Linked DNA regions of Capra hircus: region 1 is linked to region 2. The links are chromatin contacts, called in public Hi-C maps. All regions are on one chromosome and are shown on one strand. Each heading gives the region's core, a stretch centred on a gene start, on an enhancer-like site or on the middle of the called end of the contact. The rest is flanking DNA. Distances are from core to core; before and after follow the strand shown.

Region 1 (3,947 bases), core at 604-3,103, 220 kb before region 2:
TCTTGGCTTAATGGACTTGTATATCCAGTTGCTTCCCCACGTTTGGGAAGGTCTCAGCTATTGTTTCTTTAAATAAACTCTCTACTCCCTTCTTCCTTTCTTCTCCTGTGTGTGTGCTCAGTTGCCCAGTTGTATCCAACTTTTTGACCCTATGGTCTGTAGCCTGCCAGTCTCTTCTGTCAACACTGAAGTGGGTTGCCATTTCCTCCTCCACAGGATCTTTCCAACCCAGGGATCAAACCTGTGTCTCCTGCAGCCCCTGAACTGGCAGGCAGATTCTTTTACCACTGAGCTACTAGAGAAGAGAAGCCCTCCTGCTTCTCCTGGAATGCCCATTACTCTGTTGTTGCCTTTCCTAATAGAACTGGATAATTCTTACACAGTTTCTTCATTTAAAAAAAAAACTTAGGTCTCTCTCCTCTCCTCCCTATGTCATTATAAAATTTCAATCTTTTTAAACATTTATTTATTTATTTTTGACTGCATTGGGTTTTTGTTGTGATGTGTGGACTTCTCTCTAGTTGGGGCATGAGGGCTCCATGGCAGGTGGGATCCTAGTTCCCCAGCCAGGGATCAAACCTACATCCTCTGTATTGAAAGGTGGATTCTTAAACACTGGGCCACCAGGGAAGACCCACAGCTTCTGTCTTTGAGCTAGCTGATTCTCTCCTCCATATGGTCTGTTCTGTTTCCCGTATGTTGTATACATTCTTCATCTCTTTTTATTGAGTTCTTCAGCTCCAGAGTTTGTTTGGTTGTTTTTTAAGAGTTCAGTCTCTTTGGTAACATATTCCTTCTGTTCATTAATTTTATTCCTAAGCTCGTCGTACTACTTTTCTATCTGAGCTGTCTTGTAGCTTTCTAAATTTCTTTAGGTGGTGGTGGTGGGTGGTGGTGGTTTAGTCGCTAAGTCATGTCTGACTCTTGTGACCCCATGGACTGTAGCCTTCTAGGCTCCTCTGTCAGCTGTTTTAATTTTATCAATTAGATTGCAGTGTTGGGTGATTTTAAGTTTGGCTTCTGGAGAATTGTTGTTCTCTTTTCTGACACCAGGTTACTTTGATTTTTCATGTTGCTTGATGAAAATTGTTCCTCTGATGTATTTGAAGGAACAAACACCTTTTTTCTTTAGTAAAGCTTCTTTTTTATTTGATTTTAATAATGTAACAGGTTAATGATGAGAAGCCTTTCTTTTGTTTTTCAGTAGGTGGCACTATAGTACAAGTTTTTGATTTCTCTTATCTGCGATGCCTGTGGTTAGAGTGAGAATTGGCACTTTTCACCATCCACTGCTTCTGCCAGAGGTAGCGTCTGGTGCCCTTGTCACTACTTTGCTTTTGGGGTTGCTGGTACCTTGTTGCGACCTAGGTCACTGGTGTGGCAGGTGTCTCCACCATGTCTGGGGTCTTCTGGGTCCACTGCAGTGGGGAGAGAGGGTGGGTGCAGTGAGGAGCTGGGGTCTGGAGCTGTCACCACGTTCAGGCTTATTGGTTTCATGGACACTGCTGCTGTGGGCAGAGGGGCCAGAGTCACATGGGTCTCTGACTGGAGGGGTGCTGTCGCTGTTGTTGCCTGGTTCCCTGTAGCCTTAGTCACTGCTGTGGCTGAGAGGCCAGTCATTGTGTCACCTGCCCTACTGCTCAGGTTTTCTTTGGTGTTCACTGCTGTGACTGGGGATCCAGGACTGCAGGTACCACCTCCACTATTTCCCCAGGCCTGCCGCCTCTGTGTATTTCAGTCCAGCCACTCTTTTTTTTTTTTTCTTTTTGGCCATGCTGTTTGTGGGATCTTAGTTCCCCGACAAGGATCAAAACAAACCAGGCCCTTGGCAGTGAGAGTTTGGCATCCTGACTACTGGACTGCCAGAGAATTTTCAGTCTATCCAGTCTTTTGTACAATTGTACAGACGTGTGGAATTCTCTGCAGTCCTCATGTATTGGGCAGAGACACTTTTACTGAATTAAGGATATTTTACTATTAATATTAATAGTTGTAGGTTAAAAGGAAGAGATGAAGTCCCTGGGATTCTCCAGGTAAGAATGCTGGAGTGGGTTGCCGTACCCTCCTCCAGGGGATCTTCCCAACCTAGAGCTTGAATTTGCATCTCTTACAACTCTTGCGTTGGCAGACGGGTTCTCTACCACTAGCACCACCTGGGAAGCCCAAATTGGCCTAAATGGTGTTCAGGCAGTAAAGAATCCGCAATGACCGAGTTCAGTCCCTGGGTTGGGAAGATCCCCGGAGGAGGGCGTGGCAACCCACTCTAGTATTCTTGCTTGGAGAATCCCCATGGACAGAGGAGCCTGGTGGAATATGGTCCATGGGATCACAAAGAATCAGACACGACTGAGCACTCTAAGCAGCAGCTGTGTAGATAATTTATATTTTATATATTTTTAATGTAGAACATGACTGAGTCTTTTGGGTCATAGGAGTCTTCTATGCTACATTTATACCCATTTATCATATAAATAGCTTTGGATCATTTTTATAGCACTTTCTCATTTGTTTCCCCTTTTCTGTTACACATTTCTATCCAATCTATTCTTTACATTAATGCCAAAAGTGATTTTTCTAAAAGTGCTGCATTGGTGATTCATTTTTCCATCCTTATAAAACAGAACAAAATAATCTTTTTAATTTACCACAACCTACCAAATACAAAGCGTCCTACTGTCTTAGCTCTATTCTCTTCATGCTTTTATCTCCCACTGGACTTCATATATACTATTCTCCCACCAAACTCACATTGTCAGTCTACCCAGGTACTACCAATGCTTTCCTCATTTCATTCTCCTGCCTGTGTCCACCCTGGTCAGATATCACACTACTTTGAAGCCTTGTTTCTGTTCCTTGAAGGTGAGTGATTTCTCCGTTTGGTGAAGTTGTAGCTCTCTTCTGTGTGCTTTTGTCCTGAAGCTCTCTGTATTATGGTTCTATGTGTACATGACTCACTCCCCTTAAAGTGTAAAGTTCTTGACAGGCTTTTTAATCATGTTTTATTCTATTCTGAAACACAACACCACCACTGAATTTTTTTTTTCCTTTTGGACCAGCCACTGGTTTTAAGGGCTTGTTACTGGTTCAGGACAAGATAAAGAGCTGGCATCAGAGTATAAGTCAATTGTGTCACTAAGCACACTGGTTTAGCTTACTTTTTTATACAATAAGACTTTGTTACTTAGAAGAAGTCTGTTTATTTACATTCTGGTACAAGCAGATTGATGTTTTAAGCAGCATTACTTTTCAGACCCAAGAAGAACATAGGTTCCTAATAAATGAATCCCAAGATAATTTGTTCCTGTCAGGTGTTACATAATCAAATACGTGTTTTGCTGCTTTCAAAATTCACTCACTGTTACTTTGGCCTAGGAAGCATATGATACTAAATTTCAAGAAGCAGTAGACTTGTGTAAAAAGAAGGCGTAGAATTTCTAAGAAAAATTCTTGAACAAATGTCCTTAATTTATCCTATCAAGTTCAAATTTGAATAATCTTAATAAGATGTTCTGGTTTATTTTTCAGAAAGGGAAATCATGCATTGACTTCCTAGAGACCAGTAAAATCTTTATTAGATCACAAGATAGAATTTGATTCTTAGAAATATATTAACAGGAAATTCTCTATTTTTCCTGTTACTGCTATAGATAGACTAGGAATGGCAAATGTATTTTTTATGATCTTTAGATAGCTGTTAAGAATGTAACCAGAATTTGTATAAAGGAAGAAAAGGGAAGGAAAACTGAATAGCCTTCTTTTGAAAAGTCAATGGGCCATGGGTATGGCAGTGTATTAATGATAGATGATTTAACTAAATTAATGTTAAATTGTTCAAGAAAGTTTGAATTATGCCTGTGGGTATATTAAGTGAAGATTTAAATTAAGTAATTGATGATAGAGTAACATATTAACATGGTATGCTAAACTCCATTAAGAAATAGAAAAGA
Region 2 (3,878 bases), core at 951-3,450:
TCCAATGAAATGCAGTCAATTGACAAGAACAAATGGCTATCTGAACCCAAGCAGGAATGGTGGGAAGCTGGAGAGTGGTGAGGAGAAGGGAACGGAGGTTAGCAGGGAAAGACAGTCATAAGAAAATGAAAGAGGAGAAAGAAAACATTCCGATGTCAGAAGCTTGAACCTCTAAAGAATGCATCAAAGCAGAACCAACAGCCCTACTCAGAAGGAGTTTGTGAGTAGGCTTATTCAATTTATTTGCACTTAAATAAATGATATAAAGTTGATACTATGATAGATACATATTTCATCAAATTAATACAGAAACAGATATATAAAGTCCACACCCAACACAACTAATTTTAATACAGTGGGAAGAACTGCTCTAGTTACAGAAACCATCCTTTCACATCCAGGATCAATATCTGTTTGAATACCTAAAGCCTAAATGAAAGACAATTTTTGTACGTGAACTGGAGTGTGAACGATGCTTGAGAAACTAAATCACTGCTCCCATCCAAAAGATACAAAGTCCACGTGAAAGAGTCGCCCACAGCAAACAATTCCTCCAGGATTCAGATAAACAAGTTTATCCTGCATCATAGGTGCTTTTCGTATCACAGTTTACATCACAAGAGACTCTGATTATTATTATTATTATTTCATACTTTGAAAAAAAATCAAGATAGTGTTTGACACTAAGATTATCTGCTACATTTGCCTTTAATTTTAAGGGAAACATTCCAGTCAGCTTGCCCAGTGAAACCTTTGCTATTACATTAATAACGTGAGTCAGTATCTTTTTCTAATAGATTTCATAATTTCTTTCAACTTTCCCTAAGTTTCCACTGTCTTCCCTCCGTGGTTCTCCTGGCATAAGGAATGCTAGATCTGGCAACACTTCCGCATAAGCAGTGAACCACAGTCTAACTATTTTTTATGCAAGCAGCTTTGCTAAGATGCCCATGCTTTCATCGCTTCCCGGCTTTGTGTGGTAATATACATATGCGTGTGTGCTCAGACTCACAGGCACACACTTTAATTACATGTGTACTCTCTGGGATCACAGTGACAAGGATTTGAAAAATATATTTCCACAGACTTAATCCCCCCTGAAGGATTCACTGACATGAAAATATGCTTTTTTACTTCCTTTAAAACTGGGTGTAACTAGAACAGATTCTAAAAATAATTGCTTCCCCCCCTCCCTAGAAGCCAAAATAGCACATTTATTTTTTCCCTACACCACCTACTACTCTTTAAAAAGATGTATCACAAAATCTTAGTACTGAACGAACATTAAAGGACCAGCTGAGTGGTTCTTTTACTACCAGATCAAACATGATAAATGAAGTCAATAAAGATGTATTTACTGTTGAATTAACTACCTAATTTCTTCAAACTCTCAACTTTTCCAGTCACCTTAAGCTTCTCACACTCTAGGTGGGAGAAAAAACACATAAAAATGTATCCCTCAAGAATACATTCCCTTCAGGTATTTTTCTCAAAAGAACAAGGAAATCACGGAAAAAGTGCCCACTGCTTTTTGCTAAACAAAGACCGATATGGAACAGCTTCCCCATTTTAGCTGTCATGAACCTCCAGGCATAAATCTAGAATAAATTACCAGCAAAACACAAGCACATACTATCATTCTTTTTTCAAGTATGATCTGAAAGGATCAACTTAAGTGACTCAGAAGATTCAATTAACAAGATAACTGATTTATTTGCTCAATCAGGAGTCCCTCTCAAGACTACTTTCTACTTAACAGAACTGATTTACCCTGTTTTGTGGCTATCTGAATATTACATTTAAGTAAGGTTCATCTCTAAATCAAAGAATGGATTCAATTTTTAAGACTTGGGATTGTGCTTTGCTCCTTTTTGTTGCAAGAAAGAATGAGACCAATGAAGGGAAAAAAAAGAGATGTGTGTGAAACGAGACTAACTCAGGAGGAAAGAACTGCAAGAAAGAAAATATACTGCTCAAGATCGTTGTAATTTGGTTTGAAAGTCCCAGAGATAATGCAACTCCAGGATCATCCTTTGTTTCCTACCAATTTTAGACTGCAAAAGGAAAGCAATATCAAACATCAGAAGGGAGCGTGTTGGAGAGTTTCAATAGGACCCTGGCATCTCCCCCTAACTGGGCTAAAACATGGTTCTGAGCACAGTGTTAATAGTGTCAGTCACAAATAATAAGATTCTGCATGGTTTCAGTATCTGGGTCTGATTTAGGTTTATTCTGAGGACGAGCCAATCTGTTAGGCTCTGGGGAAGGAGAAAAACATCACTGCCTAATATTGCCACCTGCTGGCTGTTTGTGGAATCACATGCTCATTCCTTAGAGGAACTCCTGTTCTAAAAACACACAGGTGCTGTTGCTTCAGTCATGTCTGACTCTTTGAGACCTTATGGACCTTAGCCCGCCATGCTTCTTTGTCCATGGGATTCTCAAGGCAAGAATAATGGAGTGGGTTGCTATGCCCTCCTCCAGGGGATCTTCCTGACCCACGGATCGCACCTGCGTCTCTTATGTCTCCTGCAACGGCAGGCAGGCTCTTTACCACCCAGCACCACCACACCCACACCCACACCCACACCCACACACACCCCCCCCACTAGAAGTCCACTTACCACGAATATTCTAATTCTCAAAACCACTAGGGTTCATAAACTATAAATAAACTCTGCATTTGTCCTCCTTTTTCACCATATGTTCTTTCTATGAACAAAGCCAAGCTGAGTGGTATTTCCAACCATTTACTCCATGTTTTAGAAAGATGTATGGCAGTTTTACAAGTTAAAATATTGCTATTTTTTCTCTCTGAGTAACAACCAAACCTCCAAAAAACTCTGCACTGTGGCAAGGAATCTATAGCCACACTGAAAATGAAATAGGACAGAATTCTGAGATCTTCCTCCTTGTGTTCAGAATTCAACTCCTGTAGGTAAAAAGGTCATCACTACTGCCTTGCTTCTGGTTCCTAGGTCTCCCGCAACCATACCAACAATGGAAATGACTTCTTGCATGAGTCTGAAATGCTGACTCCCCTGTTTCTGGAGGCTGTGGAAGAAAGGAGGACACTGACATCAAGACTTAGAAGACACTTATCTTCTTCATACCTGTCATCCTGGATCAGGCCATCACCTACATAGTAAGTGACAAAACTTAGCTGGGGCAGTAGGCATTGTTATAAAATGGTGATGGAAAGCAGAAATGAAGTCAGTCAAGGAGTCCCTAAGGTTCTGGTCCTTCAGAAAGTGAGGGTTCATTTTCCATGGTGGACACAGGAGGACCAGCCTTCTCACTCTGAAGAGAGATCCGAGATGAGATACAATGGGGAGGGGGCGCAGGGGAAATCCGCCTCTGCCAGCATGGATCAGAGGCCTGTAGTCAGAGGTCACCTTCTCACAAGCCATGAACTGTGCTAGGCAAGCCCAGGATCAAAGAGGAAAGGAAACCTTCAAAGAAGCTTACAGTATTTGATGAAATTTATCATCTCCCCTTGAGACGCCTGGATGGCACCATGGACTCAACGGGCATGAGTCTGGGCAAACTCCAGGAGATAGTGATGGACTGGGAGGCCAGAGGGCTGCAGTCCATGGGGTCACAAAGAGTCACACACGACTGAGCGACTGAACAACTTTGCTGAACATCTCCCCGTGTCCACAGCATCCCCCACCAAGTTCTGTTAGTTTACATTTTCTGACGAGCACTCGCTTTTTCCTAGAGGTGAATACTATATATTCTGGCCTGGTGTTTCTGAATCTTTTTAACTGATTCTCTCCTTCAGACAGATATCAACTTTTCATTTGATGTCACAGAGTATTAAACGAAATGCTGTATATCTCTATGTTCATCTAATGTGACTACAAACGCCCCCAGAT

What was found. Hi-C and Micro-C count contacts between places; a contact is called where the count stands out from the background.
Region 1: a contact with region 2 is called in a Hi-C map of liver, with 5 times the contacts expected there. The contact joins two enhancer-like sites. A contact is called at or near these places in 3 of 5 Hi-C or Micro-C datasets (blood and liver).

What each region holds. Positions count from the first base shown.
Region 1 is chr5:50,298,092-50,302,038 of ARS1.2, reverse strand. All of the region lies in intron 34 of MON2 (protein MON2 homolog), which reads left to right. Among named protein-coding and RNA genes, the nearest start is that of MIRLET7I, 23 kb to the right of the region's middle. Within about 2 kb of position 1,853, at least 1 of the 5 cell types and tissues checked has an H3K27ac peak or open chromatin away from gene starts, as enhancers often do.
Region 2 is chr5:50,079,198-50,083,075 of ARS1.2, reverse strand. The region is part of intron 3 of PPM1H (protein phosphatase 1H); the gene reads right to left. Among named protein-coding and RNA genes, the nearest start is that of PPM1H, 140 kb to the right of the region's middle. Within about 2 kb of position 2,200, at least 1 of the 5 cell types and tissues checked has an H3K27ac peak or open chromatin away from gene starts, as enhancers often do.